4 separate regions of the Mus musculus genome follow, and all the other regions are linked to region 2. Evidence: chromatin contacts called from public HiCAR-type and promoter capture Hi-C data. All regions are on one chromosome and are shown on one strand. The core of a region is the stretch at or near the end of the contact, and the rest is flanking DNA. Distances in the headings are between cores, read along the strand shown. Region 1 holds the start of Sox8 (SRY (sex determining region Y)-box 8). Region 2 holds the start of Zfp523 (zinc finger protein 523). Region 3 holds the start of 1700022N22Rik (RIKEN cDNA 1700022N22 gene). Region 4 holds the start of Unkl (unkempt family like zinc finger).

What was found. Promoter capture Hi-C pulls out the DNA fragments that hold promoters and counts their contacts. HiCAR-type assays count read pairs that join an accessible place to other places. Capture Hi-C pulls out chosen DNA fragments and counts their contacts.
Region 1: a HiCAR-type map of astrocytes shows a contact between it and region 2, with 2.6 times the contacts expected there. The contact joins the promoter of Sox8 here to the promoter of Zfp523 in region 2. A contact is called at or near these places in 1 of 39 promoter capture datasets (pre-B cells) and 1 of 115 datasets of contacts at active chromatin or transcription factors (astrocytes).
Region 3: a promoter capture Hi-C map of adipose tissue shows a contact between it and region 2, with 3 times the contacts expected there. The contact joins the promoter of 1700022N22Rik here to the promoter of Zfp523 in region 2.
Region 4: a contact with region 2 is called in a promoter capture Hi-C map of the C10 cell line, with 7 times the contacts expected there. The contact joins the promoter of Unkl here to the promoter of Zfp523 in region 2. A contact is called at or near these places in 2 of 39 promoter capture datasets (the C10 cell line and liver).

What each region holds. Positions count from the first base shown.
Region 1 is chr17:25,569,381-25,572,241 of GRCm38.p6, forward strand. Sox8 (SRY (sex determining region Y)-box 8) reads right to left here and starts at 1,306. Exons shown (of 3, transcript NM_011447.3): 1 at 730-1,306. The coding sequence starts at 1,142. It overlaps Cerox1 (cytoplasmic endogenous regulator of oxidative phosphorylation 1), which reads left to right and starts at 1,431. Exons shown (of 2, transcript NR_045176.1): 1 at 1,431-1,721.
Region 2 is chr17:28,175,906-28,178,605 of GRCm38.p6, forward strand. Zfp523 (zinc finger protein 523) reads left to right here and starts at 1,291. Exons shown (of 14, transcript NM_001357995.1): 1 at 1,291-1,620.
Region 3 is chr17:25,984,580-25,987,279 of GRCm38.p6, forward strand. It overlaps 1700022N22Rik (RIKEN cDNA 1700022N22 gene), which reads left to right and starts at 1,251. Exons shown (of 2, transcript NR_166913.2): 1 at 1,251-1,457. Capn15 (calpain 15) reads right to left here and starts at 1,295. Exons shown (of 12, transcript NM_001347334.1): 1 at 892-1,295.
Region 4 is chr17:25,186,957-25,189,656 of GRCm38.p6, forward strand. Unkl (unkempt family like zinc finger) reads left to right here and starts at 1,444. Exons shown (of 15, transcript NM_001197024.1): 1 at 1,444-1,536; 2 at 2,510-2,700. The coding sequence starts at 1,460. BC003965 (cDNA sequence BC003965) reads left to right here. Exons shown (of 2, transcript NM_183150.2): 2 at 1-706. It overlaps Gm52286 (a long non-coding RNA gene), which reads right to left and starts at 2,514. Exons shown (of 2, transcript XR_003952239.1): 1 at 2,160-2,514; 2 at 1,098-2,053.

The DNA of each region.
Region 1 (2,861 bases), core at 56-2,555, 2.6 Mb before region 2:
TCTCTCTCAAGAAAGACAACAGGACCCAGTGAAAACTATACTTCGACAAAGGCAAGGAAGGCTTTCTGGAAACCAGCCATCCCAAGTTGCCAGGAGTGATGGAGAAACTCCGGGAGATTGTCCTCAGAGCACACACACACACACCCTGAGAATCTCTCGACCTTGAACCTCAACTTGCCGGCCAAGCTGAGAGGGCAAGACAACCTGGCTGTCCTGCTCAGCCCAGTATCACTACTACACACTGTTTCAAACTCGAATAGAGGCAGCTTGGGAGGTGGGACTGTGCAGCTGTCTTCAATAATGCCTGCCTTTCTCAGGCCAAAGTGCTCATTGAGCCTGTCACTTTCACCTGCTCTTTCCTTCCCCAATTCCAGGTTCCTGTGGCCTGGGAGCAGTACCTGCCAGAGGACTTGGACTCCTCATGGACCCCGGAGTCCCAGCTTCTGCCCAGGACAAAGCAGCTTGATGCCTACCCAATATGCCTACAGGCCGTGGTGGCCACTCGATGCTAGGATCCCCAGTTCTGCAGTTCTCAGCAGGATATCCCAGGAGAGGAGAAAGGACTGGAGGGTCACACTCCAGGCACTGGCCTCCGTCCATCTCCAAAGTCCCACACCTGGTGTCTCTGTTGACCAGACCCACCCTGGAACCAGCCCAGGAGCACAGCCCAAGCTGGGGCACGAAGTCACTCCTTTCCTCAGCCTGAGTGTCAAGAGTCCCCACACTCACCGCCACAGCTTGCCTAGGGTCTTGCTGAGCTCTGCGTTATGGAGATGCGGGTACTGGTCCGCCAGCTTGCGGCGCGCCGCCTGTGCCCACACCATGAAGGCATTCATGGGCCGCTTCACGTGTGGCTTGGCCTTGAGCGTGCCGCCACCGCCGCCGCGCACAGGCATAGGCACCAGACTCCAGTCATAACCCTTAAGCACCTGCGACACGGCATCACGGATGCAGGCTGGGAAGCGTTCGTCTGCTGCCTCAGCAGTATCCCCTCGGCCGCCGCCCCCCGCGCGGCCCAGGCCCTCTGATCCCGCGGGCGACGGTGGCGCGTCGGAGTCCGAATCCTCCACGTGTGACATGGAGCTAGCGGTGCCAGACGGGCTGCAGGGAGGCTGGGCGCGGGCCTCACTCATGTCCAGCATCGGGGCCACGCGCGGAGGGGCACTCAGTGGGGATGGACGCAGGGGTCGCGCCCGGTCACTCTGTGGAAGGACACTCTAGAATCCAAGGTTGCCACGCAGGACCCAATCTTTGTCCTCACCGCAGGGGCCCAGCAGCAGCTCCTCCGCCGCAGTAGCTCAGTCTCAGTTCTGGGACCCGCAACAAGTTTCTTTAAGCCGTGGTCGAAACCCCGCCCCTCCCGGTCCGGGTTGGCAGGTCCTCCCCAGGCGGAGCTTGTATGCCCCGCCCCGAATCCAAAGAAGCCTTGCGACCCCGCTCCACCCTCCGTACCACGTGGGCCAGGCGCCCCGCAGCCTGATCCCTCGGCTGAGGCGGGGTCAGAGGGCTAAGGGTGACTGACTGCCCAGTGCATGGATCTCAGCAGCACGGCTTGACTTTCGGGCGGCAGGCAAGGATGCTAATCCACAAGGTTCCTGAGTCCAACATCCCTCCCTCCAATGTGGGGCTCGAATCCGCTATTGCAACCAAACCCGGGTTCTGCCCGCAGGGTGGCGCAATGACAAGAGCCACCAGGTGACCCTGGTAACTCCCGCACCTAGGTGAGCTGGAGGACCCCGGGGCTAGACAGAGGTGGGAGGGCGGGGGCGCTGGGCGGGGCTGCTCTGGCAGTGACTGCTGAGTCCCTGAGGGCGGTCAGGCGGATGGAGGGGCCGGACGCGGGGGCTCGGGTCCTTCCGGGTATGACCTGTGGTGGGGGCGCGGAGGCCCTGGCGGGCGGGCCTGGGTGGTCTGGCGGAGGCGGAAACCACGCTGGGCCGCTTCTCCTCAGCGCCTAGAGAGAAGGCGGAGAGTGCTCAGGGTCGGAGAGGGGACGTTTCTCCCGAGGCGAGAGCCAAGCCTGACTCCGAACCGCGCCCGAGGTCGCCCCCGCGACTTGCCTCCCAGCCCGGAGGTCTCCAAGTGCAGCTAGGAGTCTCTCGCCAAACTCAAAGGAGGCGATGTACCTGCCACCCTAAGCTTGTCTGGGTGGCATAGAGCTGTGGCTCTCGAGAGCTCGGTAACCCTAAAGGAAGCCACCTGTTTCCCAAGCCCGTGGAGGCGGCTGCAGGGAAGAACTGTGGTCTCTAATAATCTCCATCTCCACCCAAGCCGTGAGTGGTGCCCTAACCTTCAGGTCTGGGATCCCAGCCTCCAATCAGACTTTCCCTGCAGACCTGGAAAAGGCCAGTCCTGTGCAGTGTGGCCTTAGGGCATCTACAGCTCTGGACAGAGGGAGAAGGTCCAAGTCCCTGCTTCCTGCTGAGGGGACGGCTAAGGAAGAGAAACTACCTTAATGGTGACCTTATTCTATTCTAGTTCTCTCTCTCTCTCTCTCTCTCTCTCTCTCTCTCTCTCTCTCTCTCTCTCCTCTCTGTCTCCCTCCCTCTTCCCTCTCTGTCTGTCTCTCTCTCTCTCTCTCACTGTGTGTGTGTGTGTGTGTGTGTGTGTGTGTGTGTGTTGTGTCGATGGAGAGCTAGCTGCCATTGCCTGCTGAACTCTCTCCATATTTTAACCATTACCTGCCAAGAAAGGCCCTTCCCTGCACATCTGCAGTGGCAATCCTTTCCCTTGGGGATCCCTCCACTCAGGGTCCCACCTCTTGGAAAGAAGCTGTCTTAGAGGCATAAAGAACCCTGCTAGCTAGTGCACCATCCATCCCAGCAAAAGAAGGCTTAGCGGCAGAGTTGAGAACGGAGACC
Region 2 (2,700 bases), core at 41-2,540:
CCACCGTGTCTGGCTTTCTTGCTGTATTTCTAACCAATAATCCGTGCTATAAAACCCTGGAAAGATCCCATGTGTGTCGTGCTAGGATGGCAGAGCTGGCTCTAACTGGGTATATACTAGGGCACCAGGTGGAAATTCCAGTACCACACTGGGACCTCGGGGTTAACATGCCCGTGCCAAGGCTCCTCCCCCTTCATCTTCTTATTTTTAATTGGAAGCTTATTTTCTCTCAATTTCTGAAAATATCCTGAACCACAATTCCTCCCTGCTTGGAAGAGAGATAATAAAAAGAACTTTTAAAGTTAGGTGTCAGGTGTAAAGATGAGGCAGGAGGATCACAAGTTCAAGGCCACCTTGGGATCCACAGTTTGAGTCCAAAAAAAGGACAAAACTATGGAAAAACAGAGAAGAAAGGGGGCACTTGGTTTTGTTCCTCACACTGCTACCCTATCAAGGGGACCTGTTGGTTTTGGGGAGCTGATGGAGGAATGAATGAACGCCCAAGAACCTGAGAAGACTCTCGGGGCGTTGTCCCTCAGGGGTCGACCATCAGAGTGTCATTTCTCAGGGAAGGCAGTAGAAGGAAGCAAGTGTTGTCAGGGAACCTTCCTTCAGAGAGAATCATCCCTCAGGAAGATGAGTCGAGCAGAGGGGAACGTCAGGGCCCTTCCTCAGGGGACAGGATGGGTGCACCATCCCTCATAAACACTCACGTTCCCCAGGGCATATGGGAAAAGCCAGTACTGCAGGGAGAATTGTCCCGCAGGAAGGACTGTCAGGGCTCCATCCTTCATAATGCTGTCCCCCCACCCCCACCCCTCGGGCATCTTCCCACAAAGTGCAGGAAGGATTGTCCCTCGGGGTGCAGTCCATGCAGAAGGACCATCTCTCACGGAGACTGTCCACAGGGAGGACCGTCCCTAAGTCCCTCAGGGTGCTGAGCCCCAGTTCACCTTCTGACAGAGCGGGAGAGAAGCGTCCCTTAGGGTGAAGTCCCAGGGGGAGGACCATCCAGCAGAGATGACTGTCGGGACGCCATCCCTTGGGGCGCCGTTGCACAGGGCGCTGGGAGGACTGTCCCTCGGAGTCCCATCCCCTCCAGGCGTCTGGTCACCGTCCTCTGCAGGAACCACCTAGAGATACCTGCAATGGCTTCCTCCCGAGCAGCCCACCGCCGCTCGATTTTTTCCCCCGTTGCTATGGCGACCGCGGCTTCCACCCGGCGTCGTGACGTCATCACGCCCTCCCCGGGCGCCCGGGCTGGCGAGGCCGCGTCACCCGGCGGCCAGCGGAGAGAAGAGCGAGGCGGAGCTCCGAGGCTCGCCTGAGGAGACTCGGCGGCCTGGGCTCCGGGGCCCGGGAACCGGGATAAGCAGGCCGGCCGCCGCGGCGGAGGGGGGCGGGCTGGAGCGTGGCCCCGCGCTGGTCATCCGGGTTCCGGGGCCCGGCGGAGGCCGCGCCGGGAGCGAGAGGGAAGTGCGGCCGCCCTGGAACCTGGATATCGCGCGAGGCAAGCCGCGCGCGGGCGGGCTATGGCGCAGGCGGGTTGCGGGGCCGGCGCTGGTGGCAGGGCCCGGTGCATGGTGGTCTGTCGGCGGAGTCGCCCTCGGGGGCTGTCAGGTTGGTGGCCGCGGGAAGAGTGGGTCCACCGTGCCCCGAGGCGGGAGGCTGGGCGAACGCGGGGCCCCGGGAAGGTCCGGAGCCCGTCGTGCCCACCCTCCTCGGTCCCTGGCCTGGCGGCTGGGCCTCCCTGGACGGCGGCCTGGCCCCACCCCCACCCAGGGTCCCTGCCCCTCCATCCCGCCCTGAGACTCCTCCCCCAGGACTCCCAAACCCCGCCCTCCTCCTCCTCCTTGACCCCATACACACACTCCTGACCCCCAGACCTCACAAGGCGACCCCCAATTCATTGAGTGCTAACCCCAGCCCTGCTTCTGGACCCTCCAGTCTCAGTGCTGATACAATCATTACATGGCTTCCAAGAGGCCCGTAGTCCCTAGTGACCCCCTAGACTACCCTCTGTGGGCACCCCTTAGTCCTCTCCTGGCTTCTGCAAACCAGACTCGGGCTGTTTCCCACCCACTCATCCACATAACTCGTGATCTTCGCCCCGTAACACCATGATCATCTCACCCTCCTGACATCCCTCTTTAACCCCCCCCCCCGCCCCCAGCCTCCAGTGTCAATCAGCACATACATAACTTATGCCCACTGCCATGCCACCGTTGTGGTGATCAAGAGTAAATGGAAATGAAGTATCATTTGAGGCAGGAAAGGATTCTAGATTGAGTGTGTGGTTCAAGTTCAAATTCTATCATGTTGAGCTTTGGAAACCTTGGTGGAGGTCCTTTCCTTACGGTGGACTTGAGTTTCTGATCAGAACTGTGATGAGATTGAGTTTGGTGATTCCCCAATGTTTCTTTCTATTAAAATTCTGCAATTCTTAGTCAAGACAAAAATAGCGAACTTTTTTCTACGCTGCCTCAGAAATGTAGTCCTTGTAACCTCACCCTCCCACCCCCACTCCCAACCTGGGTCTACTGGCTTTACCGAACAGTATTTCTTCATTCCTGTGATTGTCTACACTCTGCCCCCTCAATTGGACTCTATCAGTTTGTAAAGCCGTGCAGCACAGAGCTTCCCACTGAGTTGACATCATGAGCTTGGCCCTTCAGCTGGGGAACTTTTGGCAAAGCATTT
Region 3 (2,700 bases), core at 1-2,500, 2.2 Mb before region 2:
GAAGGACCTCAAAGGAAACAGAATCTACTACCCCATGGAGGCAAGCTACTGTTCAGCAAGACACAATTGCCCTAGACTGCAGAACTGTGGTCCTGAGCGCATCCCTGACAGCTAGACTCTGGAAGCAGGGAGAAACTCAAGAGGCAAGCTCCACATCTGTGACTTGCAGTTCTCCAGACTGGGAAAGGGGAAATTGCCACTGGAGGGGTAATCTCACAGTTTCTTACTGAGTAGCAGTTCTTCCTGATTTATTGCTGAACTGCAGGGTCAGCAGCAAACACTCAGGTAGGCTCTCAGGTTCTCCTGAAACTCAGGAGGTATCTATCCTGTTTTCGAGGCTAGGTGTTTCGCGGTCCTGTTTCAGTATCTGTACTCAGGGACCCTAAGAGCCAGCCTAGCAAGGACCATCTGGCCACACAACAGGGTTCCCAAATCAGACGTGGAAGGGCCCCTTTTTCAGAAAACAAAAAGAAAATCCCGCAGCTGTCAAGGGGCTGCTCTGTAACTTTCTCGGCCTGCTGACAGGCCCGCAAAAACAGAAGTGTGGGATGAGGGGGCACACAGGACGCTTTACTCTTGCTGCCGCCCCAGGCAGCTGCAGGTTTCTGCAGACAGTGCCCCCACGACCTATACCTTCGTACAGTGGGCCAACGCTTAGCCCCGGACAAGAGGGCACTCAAGGACAGGCAGGCACCGAGGGTCGCCTGCGTCTGAGGTTCCTAGGCTGGCCTCGAGTGACCCACACCTCCGGCGCGCTTCCCCCTCCCCTTCCCGCTCACCACAAGCCAGGCTACTGCTCCCAGGACAAACATGGAGCATCCCGGCTGATGCCCTGAGGCCGAGCTCTACGAGTCCTAGGCCGTCTGGCCGGCCGCCTACCGTGGAACTCACCTTAGCGAGCCGGCGGCGCCTCCTCAGCGCTCGCGATCGGTCTAGGCGGGCGCGGCCCTAGTGCCGGCCCTCAGTCGGTTGACCCACAACTTCGACCGGAGGGCACCAAGGGCCCCTTCGCGCCAGCCGCGATGCTCCGCCGGCTTAGCGCGTTTTGGCCGCGAAGATCCGTCTCGGCCCGGCAACCTTACAAACGCCTCCGTAGCTAGCGCCCGCCGTCCCGCCCGGCCTACCCGCTACGCCTTACGCTGCTTCCGTAGCGTGGCGCCCAGCCGGGGCCCGAGGCTACAGCGCGTCAGGGGCGCACGCGGCACTGGGAACCCGGAGCCGGGACTACGGCTCCCACAGGGCAGAGCGACGCGGCTCAAGGCACGCCGGGAATTGTAGTCCATGAATGGTCCTACCCTCTACTCTTTCCCTGAGATTTCGCCCTCCCAACGTGACCGGAGACGCTCAGTTCACGGATGCAGTTGGTACTCCCAAGCTAGTTTGATGTGGCGCGCTGGATCCGGGAAGAGAACGGACTACAGCTCCCAGGATCCCCTTAAGATGGGCTTTGGGCTCCGGTAGGCGTCCACGGGGTTCGAGTGTTACTGCGCCAGGGGAGATGTCGGGAGTCTGGGTCGTGATTTTGTACAAGGTCTGAACCGGTTGTCTGCTGCGTTGGGGCAGTAGGTGGTACAGTCCAACCTAGCTGCCTTGGCTGCTTTCTACCTCTTCCAGCGACTTCTGGTTTCTTTCCCAACGGTCTGAAGCAGCAACCGTGCTGGCACTGCTCCTTCCGAGGTTACTCCATCTGAGGTCTGTGTTTACTCGAGTGCTAGATAGGCACGTCACTTTTTCTAGAGAAACACTGGCATCTGAGGCAGTCCTTTGAGTTATGTTCACAAGAGCCCCCAAGCTATTTCCCATTAGAGCCCTTTGGCTCCCCCGAATTAACTTAATTCCAGCCACTTGTCCTCTGCAACTGAAAGCTAACTAAGAATCAGGCTGCTAGCCGGGCGTTGTGGCCCACGCCTTTAATCCCAGCACTCGGGAGGCAGAGGCAGGCAGATTTCTGAGTTCGAAGCCAGTCTGGTCTACAAAGTGAGTTCCAGGACAGCCAGGGCTATACAGAGAAACCCTGTCTCAAAAAACAAAACAAACCAAACCAAAAACCAACCAAAAACCAAAAACCAAAAACAAAAAACAAAAAAAAACATAGCACATAGCAAAAGGACACCCGGCACTCTGAATGTTGTGTGAGAGATTGGGTACTATTTGCCCCCGGACCCAGAAAACCTGAGTCTGGCTCAGTAGAGACTACAGATAATGTTTCTGGGAAATCATTCATGCTCCAGAAGCTAGAAAGCTAAAGACTGGCCATTGAATTCAGGATGCTGTGGGGACACCTATGCCTGAATGGGGAAGACACCAAATTTTGGCAAGAGGAGAGGAGCAGAGGCTGTCTTCCTGAGCCCCCTGACAGTGGTGAAGTCACTGCTCATTCATCAGTAGGTGATACCCATGATCAGGAGAATGGCCAAGCTGGATCCAGGACAGTATCTCTGGTCACTACGGGTCATCACTAGTGCAATGATGTATCACTGCACTAAGTAAGATGATCACACAGCAGGTAAAGCTGGATCATCCCAGGTTGGCTGAGCCCTGATCTATGCTAGTGTAGTATGGGCCAGAAGACAGACACCCTGTTGAGTGCACAGACCACAGGACACCCTGCAGAGGTCAAGAAGGGCAGAGAGAGCTTTGCAGGGACAGAAGCCATAGATCAACCACCCTGACTCTTGAGCAGATGGGACCCAACACTAT
Region 4 (2,700 bases), core at 194-2,693, 3.0 Mb before region 2:
TGGCCCTTATGTGGGTGTCACAGGTGATGTCTGCAGAGGAATAAAACACATCTTTTGATGAGAGACCTTTGCCCATGTCCACAGTCAAGGTCGCTGAGTTCCACCATCACTGCTATTTGCTCTCTGTCACACCTTACAGAGCCAGCTTCTCTCTCTCTCTCTCTCTCTCTCTCCCTCTCTCTCTCTTTCTCTCCCTCTCTCTCTCTCAGATTCCTTAGGTTGTCTTGTGTGTTTCTCCAGGCTGGACTTGGGGGTTGACCTAGTTTTCATTCCCTATCCCTCAGCAGTCTGAGACACATTTATTCCTCTGTAGGTTCCCCTGTCTGCCCTTCCCTGCTTGCTCATTCTTCTATTTGATCTTTGAAAAAACAATGTTTCTGTTTGCTGGGACTGCCTACAGCTCACTATCCATCCACATGCTTGTGCAACCATTAAAATAAGTCCTTTAAACTAAGTTAACTTCAGGGTCTGTGGGCTAGGGGAAATGCTCAGGGATAAGTGCTTAGCCGGCATGGACCTGGGTCCGGGCACGCACATGGCTCCGGGTTCTACCTCTAGCACCCAAACCAAACCAACTCACTCTCCAAAGTTGTCAACAACTCAAAGAATTTGTCTACAAAAATGTCATATGAAGAAGTCAGTAATCCTACCAGCAAATGGTAATTTTACCTTACTAGTACTTTAAAATATAGCATACATACCTGGACCGTGTATGTCTCTCTGTTAATATTTTAGATCGTGTTTCTGGAAATGGGATAGGTTTTCTGTAATCCTCCTTTCTGAAAACATCCCTCTCTTTTCTGCCCATTCCTTTCAGAACACTTGTGGCTGTGCTACTCAGACTTTATCCCTCAGAGCACACCCGCAGTTAGCAGAGGAGCTGTGGTCACTTTACACACCAGTGAATGCTAGCCCTGGGTTCTCCCGAATTCATCCTAGCACTTGCGAGTCCTGCCCGCCACGTGCAGTTAGCATTCTGCGGACCCCAGATCAGTCTGATTACTGACCACCCTGTACATCCTTTACCCGATGGGCTCATCTGGCAGCATCTTACGCTGTGTTTTTAAAAAAGTGGCTCAACAGAATTCACACTCGGATTATCCTTAAATTCACAAATTTAATAAAGGGGCGACCATCGTCACAGTCTAATTATAGACTTTTTCCAGTTCAAAGAAACCTGTGCCCAACAGCAGCCCTGGACGCAGAGGCCATCATGGGGACTCTACACCAACGGGCGTGTCCCGCCTTGCGCCTGTAACTTGCTGCCGTGGTGGGCCGGCAGAACCTGTGTGTCACCCCCGCCGCACAGCGCGCGTGGGCGAGGGGTCGGTGGGGGCGTGGCCGGCGTGGCGTGCCCGGGGGTGTGGCCGGCGCGGCGGGGGGCGCAGGGGGCTCGGTGCGGGGGGGAGATCCGGGGGCGCCGGCGCGGCGCATGCGCGCTGCATTGTTTTGACTGAAAATGCCGTCGGTTTCGAAAGCGGCGGCGGCGGCGCTGAGCGGGTCCCCCCCGCAGACAGAGAAACCAACCCACTACAGGTCAGTGCCTGGGCTGCGGTCCGTGGCCTTCTGGGCGCTGCGGCGCAAAGCAGCGGCCCGCGTGCGCCACGGGCCCCGGTGTCGCCGCTGTGGGTGCGCCCCGCCCGCGCCCGCGCCCCCGCCGCCAGCTCTTGCGGGTCACGCCGTCCAGGCGCGGGCCGCCGCCTAAGGTGGAGTGGCAGCGCCCAGGGTTTTCGGTGACCCCTGGCTTGGGGGCTGGACTTGCTCCTGGTCTCCGGCGACCCCGCGCGCCAGACTGGAGTCTGGGGAACAGCGCCTGCGTTCGTAGCTCAGGGCCGCGCCTGGGCTGGAGGTGGGCGCACGGCCATCCGGACTCGAGCAGTCGCTGCCTGAGGTTGAGAGGCGGTTCCGGGGTCTGGGGTGACCTCTGGGCTGGGGGCGGAGCCGCACCTAGAGTCCGGTGGCCGCTTGGTTGTGAGCCCGGGGGTCGTTTCTGCGGCGCAGAAGAGGGGTTGCGCCTGGTGTGGGCGGGTGGCGCTTGCAGTCCATCTGGAACCTATGAAGGTAGTCGAGCGGGAGACCGGGACTGAGGATTGAGAGGTGGCTCCAGGGGTCAGGGACTAGAAGGGGGCAGAGAATGGAGTGTACTTCTGTAGAGTTACCTGGGATCAGAGTTGGTGATGGCCTGCTAAGAGGAGGTCTATGCCTCGTGTCCGGGAATCTTCTTATCTGGGGACTGGGAAGTGGTATTTGGGGTCAGGGAACGGAGAGTCTGCCTGACTGGAGTTACCTGGTCTCCGAGTTGGGAAGTGACACCCGGGGTGCTTTTAAAAAAGGAGGGTACCGGGCCATGGCAGTCAGGATCGCTCAGTGTGTGTGTGTGTGTGTGTGTGTGTGTGTGTGTGTATTGCCGGGGGTGGGGGATGCTTCTCGTCTGGGACCCTGCCCCGCCGCATCCCAGGGGCCTCCAGCCGGCGGTGGCTGCGGCCCGCAACGCTGTTTGTCTTTTTAGGTATCTAAAGGAGTTTAGGACAGAGCAGTGCTCCCTGTTTTTGCAGCATAAGTGCAGCCAGCACAGGCCGTTCACCTGTTTCCATTGGCATTTCCTAAATCAGCGTCGTCGCAGACCGCTCCGACGACGCGATGGCACCTTCAACTACAGCCCGGACATATACTGCTCCAAGTACGATGAGGCCACCGGCC